2 separate regions of the Macaca mulatta genome follow, and region 1 is linked to region 2. Evidence: chromatin contacts called from public Hi-C data. All regions are on one chromosome and are shown on one strand. Each heading gives the region's core, a stretch centred on a gene start, on an enhancer-like site or on the middle of the called end of the contact. The rest is flanking DNA. Distances are from core to core; before and after follow the strand shown.

Region 1 (5,613 bases), core at 143-2,642, 120 kb after region 2:
GGAGGTGGAGATTGCAGTGAGCCGAGATCACGCCACTGCACTCCAGCCTGGGTGACAGAGCGAGACCTTGTCTCAAAAAAAAAAAAAAAAAAAGGTTGGGGGGGAACCAGAAAAGACATTTGTATTTGCTAAATTCTGCATAAAGAAACGCTGAAAGGATACGTGAACAATAAAAGTGCTTACCCACAGGATCTAACAGGAGGTGCGGGGGGAGAGGGCTGGAAAGAGTGGAGTGGATGGGGGTGACGGTGGGAACAAGATTTCTCCGTCTATGTTTGGTTATATTGCCATGATTTGTTGAACTTTATAATCTATTACCTATTTAAAACAATAAAATATTATTGTTAAAAAAATTTTTGGCCGGGCGGGGTGGCTCACGCCTTTAATCCCAGGACTTTCGGAGGCCGAGGCAGGTGAATCACGAAGTCAGGCGATCGAGACCATCCTGGCTAACACGGTGAAACCCCGTCTTTACTAAAAATGCAAAAAATTAGCCGGGCATGGTGGCGGGCGCCTGTAGCTCCAGCTACTCGGTAGGCTGAGGCAGGAGAATGGCGTGAACCCAGGAGGTGGAACTGGCAGTGAGCCGAGATCGCGCCACTGCACTCCAGCCTGGGCAACAGAGCAAGACTCCGTCTAAAAAAAAAAAAAAAAAAAAAAAAAAAAAAAAAAAAATTGAGCATAAGGAAAATGTGGTCCACAATCTTTCCACCAGATCATTCTTTTCCACCTTTCAAAAGTAACAGTACATTATTAGAACATTCCAAATCAATGTAGAGAAGTGTAAAATTGAAGAGTAAATCTCCACTTTCTCAGAGTTCCAGGGTAATCTGTACGTTTCTTATATTTTCTTCCAGAAAAGCACCTATTTATATGATTTATCCTGGATGAGCTGTTCGTGTTTCCTCATTAACAGTATGTCTTGACCGTGTCATTATGTGTACCAATTTTCAGTATTTGCTATAATATGTGTAATTATTTATCTATTGATGGGCATTCAGGTTGCCTCTAGTTTTTCGAAAAAATAAATGTTTGTTTTGCTATTACCAATAATGCCCTAACAGTCAGTGTTGTTTAAACATTGTAAAATTACAAATTCATTTTGAACTTAGAAGTAAAAATGACGCATTTGTGTCTTTTGTAAAATTCGATAGTTTTGCATGATGCCAGACGTCTTTTCCCCAAGAGACATTTTAAAACACCTTTGTAAGCAGAAAGAGAGTGAAAGGCAAAGTCTCATCTTAAGCTCTCCCCCCACTCCCCTACCCCCAGACGCCCCTCCCCCGCACCCTGGAGTCTCCGAGGGAAGGTGGTGCTGGAATGGAATGTTACTTTTTAAATACCAAGGGTTTGGGCTCTAATTGCTACTAGCCCAGAGAGATAAAATGCTTTGCCCTAAACGAGGCCTGGGACCCGGCTCCTTGCCCTGTCCCCAAGCCCAGCTCTTCTGAGCAGCGCTGTACCTCCAGTCAGGCCCTAGGGAATCTCAGTCTGATGCTCAATTTTCCTGTCTCATCGCAGCTCTTTTCTGCCCTCCGCTGGAAGGTCTGAAGAGTGACTCAAATCTGCTCCTTAGGCTCTGGCGCCCTCTGCTGGCTTGATGATTCACGGCAATCCTTAAAAGATGGTCGGAACTACATGCAACGATTCCCGCTCCTCACTGCCATATGGGGAAACTGAGACAGCAAGTGGGGAAGTGATTTGGTCAAGAAATCAAAGCAGGCCGGGAGCAGTGGCTCACGCCTGTAATCCCAGCACTTTGGGAGGCCTAGTCAGGCGGATCCCTCGAGCTCAGGAGTTCGTGACCAGCCTGGGCAACATAGCGAAATCCCATCTCTTAAATAAATAAATAAATAAATAAGCGCGCCTGTAGCCCCAGCTAGTCGGAAGGCTGAGATGGGAGGATGACCTGGGCCCAGGAGGTGGAGGTCGCAGTCAGCCGGGATAGCACTACTGTACTCCAACCTGAGCGACAGAGTAAGACCCTGTCTCAAACAACAACAACAATAGCAACAACAGCAACCACTCAAATAATCTCCTAGGATCAGGATTTGGACCTTCTGACCCTTCATCCAGCACTGTTTCCAGCACACCATTGTTGGAAGGAATGGAGAAGGCACAGAGTTGTCATCCACTGGGGCGGTATGCCTTTCTAGCTAATCAGGCGGAAACCCCTGGACTGGAGAAGCAAATGCTCAGCTGAGCTCGTCCTTTGCTGTGCTCAGAAGCAGTGGGCCCTGCTGCCCCCTCTGGGATGCTTCATTCCTCCCCTCTGCACATGGATGGGTTTAATAATGCCCTCGGCATAGGCTGCGTGTCCCCAAATGCCATTATTTGTAGGCACTTTTATGTATTTTTACCATATCTGTGTACCACCTGCACTACTATAATTATTTTATTTTATTTTATTATTTATTTATTTATTTATTTTTTGAGACGGAGTCTCACTCTATCACTCAGGCTGGAGTGCAATGGCGCAGTCTCGGTTCCCTGCAACCTCCGCCTCCCAGGTTCAAGCGATTCTCCTATCTCAGCCTTCTGAGTAGCTGGAACTACAAGTGCCCACGACCACACCCAGCTATTTTTTTTTTTTTTTTCCCGAGACAGAGTTTCATTCTTGTTGCCCAGGCTGGAGCGCAATGTGTGATCACGGCTCACTGCAACCTCCACTTCCTGGGTTCTGGAGATTCTCCTATCTCAGCCTCCTGAGTAGCTGGGATTACAGGCGTGTGCCACCACAGCTGGCTAATTTTTGCATTTTTAGTAGAGATAGGATTTCACCATGTTGATCAGGTTGGTCTCCAACTCCTGACCTCAGGTGATCCACCTGCCCCAGCCTCCCAAAATGTTGGGATTACAGGCCTGAGCCACCGCACCTGGCCCTATTTTATTTTTTGAGACAGTGCTTCACTCTGTCATCCAGGCTGTAGTGCAGTGGTCTGATCATAGCTCATTGCAGCCTTGACCGTCTGGGCACAAGCGATCCTCCCACCTCAGCCTCCCAAGTAGCTGGAACCACAAACATGCACCACCACCACGCCCGACTAATTTTTAAATTTTTTTAGAGATGGGGTCTGGCTATGTTTCCCAGGTTGGTCTCAAACTCCTGGGCTTGAGCCATTTTCCTGCCTCAGCCTCCCAAAGTGCTGGGATTACAGGTGGGAGCCACTGTGCTCAAGCAGACTTTGATTTCCTTAGTGTTTTTCTTTAAATGGTCTTATTTTAAACCTGAAATTCCAAGTAAATTTGTCATCCTTACCCTGTGTAATGATGCACAGGTGCATCTGGTTTCCTGAGAATTGCCTTTGAGTGTTCATTATCTTCACCTAGCATGAGAAGACTTGATCCTCATCCTGAATTCTTCACTTAAAAAAAATAACCATTATTTACTGGCCGGGCATGGGGACTCACGCCTGTAATCCTGGCACTTTGGGAGGTGGAGGCGGGCACATCACTTGAGGCCAGGCGCTTGAGACCAGCCTGGCCAACATGGTGAAATCCTGTCTTTACCAAAAATACAAAATTTAGCCAGATGTGGTGGCACATGTCTGTAATTCCAGATATTCAGGAGGCTGAGGCAGGAGAATTGCTTGAACCCGGGAGGCAGCGGTTGCAGTGAGCCAAGATCACGCCACTACACTCCAGCCTGGGTGACAGAGTGAGACTCCGACTCAAAACAAACAAACAAACAAAAAAAAACAAAAAAAAAAAACCCCAAAACAAAACAAAAACAAACACCAACCCAAAAAACCCACCATTATTCACGAAGGAGAACCTGGATTTTTCAGTAATGGCCTTGCTCAGTGGCTTGGTGTCTTCCCATCACTGTTACATCCTCATTACAGCTCTGCAGGGAAGGCATTCTTATCCTTGTGGGAAATTGAGGCACAGAAAGGCTTAGTAACTTACTTGCCCAAGGCCCCATAGTTCGTAAGAGGTTGAGCTGAACTCAATCACATTTTATTTCCAAAGCCAACTGATATGATCTTGCTTGTCTTCTAAAATTAAAAGTAGGATGATGCAAAGCTATAGTTAAGAAATCATGGGCCAGGTGTAGTGGCTCACGCCTGTAATCCAAGCACTTTGGGAGGCCAAGATGGGAGGATCACCTGAGGTCAGGAGTTCAAGACCAGCCTGGTCAACATGGTGAAACCCTGTCTCTAGGAAAAACACAAAAATTAGCAGGGCATGGTGGCGGGCACCTGTAATCCCAGCTACTTGGGAGGCTGAGGCATGAGGATCGCTTGAACCTAGGAGGCAGAGGTCATAGTGAATCAAGATCACGCCACTATACTCCAGCCTGGGCGACAGAGTGAGACTCTGTCTCAAAAAAAAAAAAAAAAAAAAAGGAAGGAAGGAAGAAAGAAAAAAAGAAATCATGATGGCAGATTCTGTGCCATCAGGGGGACTCACTATGTAGTGGGGCAGACGGAGATGGTGGGAGGCAGACACGTGAGCACAGTGGGTGGACCATGCTGTGATAGAGGCATGCGCAGGGTGTGAGACCTGGATATACAGGAGGTTCCAGGAATGTGTGGGCTATAAGTCCTGGAGATAGTGGGGTGGGGAGTGGAGGGTTGTAGGAGGAGGAGTGGAGAAGAAGGAGCATTAAAGGGTCCTGCTTTTGATGTCATTGCCCCAGCTAGGTACCTGTGGCTCCCTCTGATCACTTATAGGCCATCTAGTAACATTCTCTTCTTGATGGGGTGGCTCTGTCTGGGGCTTGGGTTGGGGCGGGGGTTGTGCTGGACCACTGTGAGATAGGCAAGGAGGACGTGCTCAGGTGGGAGTGGGGGAGCTACGTGCAGAGGCACAAGCTGGAATGCTAATACCACTCAGTGATCATGATCTTGGCCTCAGTTTCCTCATCTGCCAAACATCCCAAAGTAAACACAGAGTACCGCCCAGGCTGCCCTGCAAGGAAGGATGTGCTGACCATCTGCAGGAGTGTGGTCAGCAGATGGTCTCCAGCTGTCAGCCCTTTCAAGGTTGACCTCAGCTGCAGAGCCCCTTCTCTGCAGGGGCTGCCCACGTAGCTGGTGACAGAGTGAAGTGAGGTGCAAAGGCCTGGCCATTTCAACCCAGTAAGGGACACCCTAATGGGCAAAACTCCCTCCAGAGCTCAAGGCTCCTGGGTGGGCGGAGGTTTGTCTGCACAGCCCTGCTTCCTCCCCTTTCTGCCAACAGGTGTTGATTCCAAATAAACCTCTTGCACCCCAGTCTCTATCTCAGCATCTACTTTTGGAGAACCCAGCCTGTGATCTAACCCTATTATTATTTTTATTTTTAAATTTAATTTTATTTATTTATTTATTTAGAGACAGAATCTATCTCTGTCGCTTAGGCTGGAGTGCAGTGGTGCAATCTTGGCTCACTGCAACCTCCACCTACCAGGTTCAAGCGATTCTCCTGCCTCAGCCTCCCAAGCAGCTAGGATTACAGACTTCCGCCACCACGCCTGGCTAATTTCTTTTCTTTTCTTTCTTTCTTTTTAGACAGAGTCTTCCTCTGTCGCCAGGCTGGAGTGCAGTGGCATGATCTTGGCTCACTGCAACCTCCACTTCCCGGGTTCAAGTGATTCTCCTGCCTCAGCCTCCCAAGTAGCTGGGACTG
Region 2 (5,568 bases), core at 3,064-5,563:
GCTAAAAATACAAAAAATTAGCCGGGCGTGGTGGCGGGCACCTGTAGTTGCAGCTAGTCAGGAGGCTGAGGCAGGAGAATGGTGTGAACCCGGGAGGTGGAGCTTGCAGTGAGCCGAGTTCACACCACTGCACTCCAGCCTGGGCGACAGAGCGAGACTCTGTCTCAAAAACAACAACAACAAAAAAAACTGCTATTTTGAGTTCCTGGTTAGAGAGCTCATGTATCACTGTTTCATTAGAGTCAGTCACTGTTTTCTTGCTTTGTCCATTTCTTGCTTTGTCATAGTTCTCTGTTTGCTGTTATTTCTTGTGGATATGTGGATATATGTATATATCTCTACACTGAAGGATTATTTATTCCAGTCTTCTCTGTCTGGCTTGTTTCGGTTGTTATTGGATATGTTTGTTTAGAGATTTTTTTGTAACTTAACCTGTTGACTATCTTTTTTGTTAAATCACTAGGTCATTACCTCTTTTTCAACACTAGATGGCATCTTGGCCCCAGGTTTGTCTTGGCTTTAGAGCAGTGGTCCCCAACCTTTTTTGCACCAGAGACCAGTTTTGTGGAAGACAGTTTTTCCACTGACTGGGGTGGGTGGGTGGGGAGGTGGCTTTGGGATGATTCAAGCACATTAAATTTTTTTGTACACTTTATTTCTGTTAATACATTGTAATATATAATGAAATAATAATACAACTCACCATAATATAGACTCAGTGGGAGCCCTGGGGCTTGTTTTCCTGCAACTAGGTGGTCCCATCTGGGGATGATGGGAAACAGTGACAGATCATCAGGCATTAGATTCTCATAAGCAGCACGCAACCTAGATCCTTTACATGGGCAGTTCATAATAGGGTGAGCGCTCCTATGAGAATCTAATGCTGCCGCTGAGCCTACAGGAGGTGGATCTCAGGCAGTAATACTTGCCTACATGGTAATGCTGCTTGCCCAATGCTCAGCTCCTGCTATGTGGCCTGGTTTCCTAACAGGCCGTGGACCAGTAGCAGTCCGTGGCCCAGGAGTTGGGGACCCCTGCTTTGGAACACTGCCCTTCCCAATTGGAGGAGGTCCCAAAAGGAATATCCTGGCAATGTGGGAAGGCCAGCTAGGGGTTTGTGCCCAGGTGACCTGTAGAACATACCTCCTATAGAGAGTAGTGTTGCTGCACAGCCACTCTGATTTGGTGTCTCCTTTGGCTGAGTTACAGAGCAGAGTCCAGGACTGAGTATGATAGTCCTACCTCCTTGCTTTGTTTCTGGCTGTCTTCAGGGATATTTCTCTCTCTTTAGGCACTCTTGATGCTTTCTGTAGGTTGAGGCATGGACAGGGAAGCTGGTGGTCTGTTGTTTTTTTGGCGGCGGGGGACATAGTTTTGTTCTTGTTGCCCAGGCTGGAATGCAATGGCATGATCTTGGCTCACTGTAGCCTCCACCTCCCAGGTTCAAGCCATGCTCCTGCCTCAGCCTCCCGAGTAGCTGGGATTATGGGTGCCTGCCACCATGCCCGGCTAATTTTTTGTATTTTTAGTAGAGATGGGGTTTTGCCATGTTCGCCAGGCTGGTCTCAAACTCCTGGCCTCAGGTAATCTGCCCGCCTCAGCCTTCCAAAGTGCTGGGATTATAGGCGTGAGCCAGTGCACCCAACCTGGTTGTCTATCTCAATCTCACTTTTTCCAGTTTAGAAATTGTGAGTTGGGGGCAGGTTTTCTATGTCCTTGGTACCAGGAAGATTGAGGGAGGGGATGCTGCAGATGTGGAAGTTCAGTTTTCTTACCACTTTGTCAGAATTTTTTCCCTTCTCTGTGGTCCCAGGAACTGTCTCCTCTTCATATTTGAGTTCTGGGATTTTGCTGGTGATAATCTTGGTGCTGTGTATTTGTGTTTGGTTTTCTGTGAGGGAAAGTGAAGCCAGCTTGCTTCTATACTGCCATTTTGGAACCAGAAGTCCCTATTCTTAGATACTTTACTCTTTTTGATCCTGTTGTGAATGGAATTGTGTATTTCATTTTTACATGTTGTTTGTTTGTTGCTAGTATGTAGAACTAAAACTGATGTTCGTATATTGATGGTGTATTATGTGACCTTACTAAACTTGGTTATTAGTTCTAGTAGGATTTTTTATTTGGTAAATGTTTTAGGATTTTCTCTCTCTCTTTTTTTTTTTTTTTTAAGACAGGGTCTTATTCTATCACCCAGGCTGAAGTGCAGTGGTGCAATCATGGCTCATTGCAGCCTCAACCTCCCAGGCTCAAGTGATCCTCCCACTTCAACCTCCTAAGTAGCTGGGGCTATAGGCTTATGCTAATTTTTAAAATTTTTTGTAGAGATGATGTCTCCCTATATTGTTCACGCTGTTCTCAAACTCATGGTCTTAAGTGATCCTTCTATTTCATCTTCCCAAAGTATTGGGATTACAGGTGTGAGCCAGTGTGCCCAGCCAGGATTTTCTATGTACAAGATCATATGTCCTACAAATAATGACAGTTTTACTTCTTCCTTTCCAATCTGTATATCTTTGATTTCTTTTTCTTGCCATGTCACACTGCTTAGAAGTTCTAGTATAGGGTCTAATAGAAATGGAGGCCGGGCATGGTGGCTCATGCCTGTAATTCCAGCACTTTGGGAGGCCGAGGCGGGCAGATCACGAGGTCAGGAGTTCAGGACCAGCCTGGCCAATATGGTGAAACCCCGTCTCTACTAAAAATACAAAAAAAAAAAAAAAGAAAGAAAGAAAGAAAAAAAAATTAGCTGGGTATGGTGGCACATGCGTGTAGTCCCAGCTACTCGGGAGGCTGAGGCAGAAGAACCACTTGAACCCGGGAGGCGGAGGTTGCAGTGAGCTGAGATTGTGCCACTGCACTCCAGCCTGGACAACAGAGCGAGACACCATGTCAAAGTAAATAAATAAATAAAATAAAAAAGAAATGGAGAGAGTAGACATCCTTTGTCTTATTTTATTCCTAATCCTAGAGGAAAAGCATCTCATAATTCACTATTAAGTATGATGTTACCTGTATCTATGGTCTTTTGACATGTCTCTATCAAATTTTGACCACTTCCTTACTTTTTGGCAGCACAAAATATTCCAGGCCCGTCTCCTGCTCTCCCTGCCCTAACCCTGTAATCAGCCATTTTTCAAGGAGCTCTGGCTGCTTTTATTAACAGGTAACATTTAAAATAGTTTCTGCTGGGTGTGGTGGCTCATGCCTATAATCCCAGAACTTTGGGAGGCTAAGGCAGGAGGATCATTTGAGGACAGGAGTTTGAGACCAGCCTGGGCAACATAGTGGAACTCTATTGCTATAAAAATAAAATAAAGTAAAAAATAGCTAGGCATGGTGATGTGCACCTGTAGTCCTAGCTACTCAGGAGACTGAGGTGGGCAGGTTGTTTGAGCCCAGGAGTCCTAGGCTGCAGTAAGTTATGACTGCACCACTGCACTCCAGCCTTGGTGACAGAGGGAGACCTTGTCCAAAAAAAAAAAAAAAAGAAATCAGCTGGGCATGTTGGCTCACACCTGTAATCCCAGCACTTTGGGAGGCTGAGGTGGGTGGATCACTTGAGGTCAGGAGTTCAAGACCAGCCTAGTCAACATAGTGAAACCCCGTCTCTACTAAAAATACAAAAATTAGCCAGGCGTGGTGGCGGGTGTCTGTAATCCCAGCTACTTGGAAGGCTGAGGCAGGAGAATTGCTTGAACCTAGGAGGTGGAGGTTGCAGTGAGCCGAGATTGCACCACTACACTCCAGCCTGGGCAACAGAGTGAGACTGTTTAAAAAAAAAAAAAAAAATCACAAAAGCTCCCAAATAGCAAGACAGTTATCTTTTACAAAAGAACATTACCTGTCCTAGCTGAAGTTTTGTAGTGGAATAATTGTTGCCTATTCCTTGTATTTTTCCACCTTCATCACAGCTTATGAAGGGGCAGAGGGGAGATAGATCATTTGGAGCCAGTGAGAATGAGAGTTGTAACTACCATGCTGCAAATGTTTACTGGGAGCCCCTGTGCTTTTTATGTGCTTTATGTGAATTTGTAACTTCACCTCCCACAACTACTCAATGGGGGTGTGGTACTTCCTCTCTCTTGTCTTTCCCCCAACCTTCCAGCTATTCTGTTTCAGAGTTGCATGTGATTCACTACTGATCTGTGCTCTGATTGTCATGAGTCACCACGAGGTGGTAGCTGCTCATGTAGCCTGACTGTGAGGAGGACCTAGATTGAGGAACTTAGCTACAGAAATAGGCTTGTTTTCTTCTAAAGTTGAACTCTGCCGGCTATAGCTTAGTGTTTATAAGCTGTTTGCCCGTTAAGCCCTCCTGCTCCCTAGGGATCATGTGTAGGAACAAGAAACACATTAGATCATTGCTCCATAAAATGTTAGATTATTCAAAATATTATTTTTCAGGTGAGGTCAATTTATTGGCCCCTAAAGTAAGTTCCTTGCAAGCTGCTGATTGGAGGGTCAGCTGATGGTGGATCCTTTGGACTTAGTAACAGAGAGTAAGGATGAATGCCTTGAGTTATCTTTAAGTAGTATAAATATGTAGTTAATCCTTTGTAATTTACGTAGTCAGCAATTACTCTTTATAAGTTTAGCTTTGTTTAAGTTGGGAGTTTTTGAAATGGGCTTCCATTAGTAGCCAGTACATAGGTTTCTACATATATAAATACCTTTTCTCCTGTTATCTTTCTTTTGATGTTTCTTCCTAAAATACTTCCTGGGAGATGAGCAGTCTGCTTTTTGGACCCTAGAGGCGCATATATACACAAAGTGTGCATTATCACAGAACACTTAGAAATATAAGGGACACTGGCAGAAAGGTCTCCCAGACGTCATCTTAGGAGCCCAGAGTATATCACAGGGAATAGGTTTGATGACTTTGCTGAAAATTGCCCTCTAAGTATGTTCTGTCGGTAGGGTCTGGGTGCCAGACATTATTTGCCTCTCTGGACTTTGGCTTTATGGCAGAACTCACTATGTTAGCTTTTGAAACAAGGTTCTCACTTCCTTCACTTCTTTTTTTTTTTTTTTTTGAGACGGAGTCTCACTCTGTCGTGCAGGCTGGAGTGCAGTGGCCGGATCTCAGCTCACTGCAAGCTCCGTCTCCCGGGTTTACGCCATTCTCCTGCCTCAGCCTCCCAAGTAGCTGGGACTACAGGCGCCCGCCACCTCGCCCAGCTAGTTTTTATTTTTATTTTTTGGTATTTTTTAGTAGAGACGGGGTTACACTTTGTTAGCCAGGATGGTCCTGATCTCCTGACCTCGTGATCCGCCCATCTCGGCCTCCCAAAGTGCTGGGATTACAGGCTTGAGCCACCGTGCCCGGCCAACTTCCTTCACTTCTTAGACTTTGGGCCTTCAGAAGCTTTTTAAAGTTTGTCACTTGCATTCCTTTAAAGCAGTGGGCAGGATACTGGAAAAGATGACCTGTGGCAGTGATTGGGGGTCTGGGACCCAGGCTGCCTGAATGCTTTAGTTAGGCCTCTGCTTCCCAACCATTTGAGGTTTTGATCTCATTAAGAATCTCTATAAAGAGAAGGAAGGAAGTTGTTTTTAGCAACCATC

What was found. Hi-C and Micro-C count contacts between places; a contact is called where the count stands out from the background.
Region 1: a contact with region 2 is called in a Hi-C map of blood, with 6 times the contacts expected there. The contact joins two enhancer-like sites. A contact is called at or near these places in 9 of 14 Hi-C or Micro-C datasets (CD4 T cells, blood, cortical neurons and 5 more).

What each region holds. Positions count from the first base shown.
Region 1 is chr12:124,089,204-124,094,816 of T2T-MMU8v2.0, forward strand. No RefSeq gene overlaps it. Among named protein-coding and RNA genes, the nearest start is that of WNT6, 12 kb to the right of the region's middle. Within about 2 kb of position 1,393, at least 3 of the 40 cell types and tissues checked have an H3K27ac peak or open chromatin away from gene starts, as enhancers often do.
Region 2 is chr12:123,968,573-123,974,140 of T2T-MMU8v2.0, forward strand. TTLL4 (tubulin tyrosine ligase like 4) reads left to right here. Exons shown (of 20, transcript XM_077957616.1): 2 at 3,076-3,166. Among named protein-coding and RNA genes, the nearest start is that of TTLL4, 21 kb to the left of the region's middle. Within about 2 kb of position 4,314, at least 4 of the 40 cell types and tissues checked have an H3K27ac peak or open chromatin away from gene starts, as enhancers often do.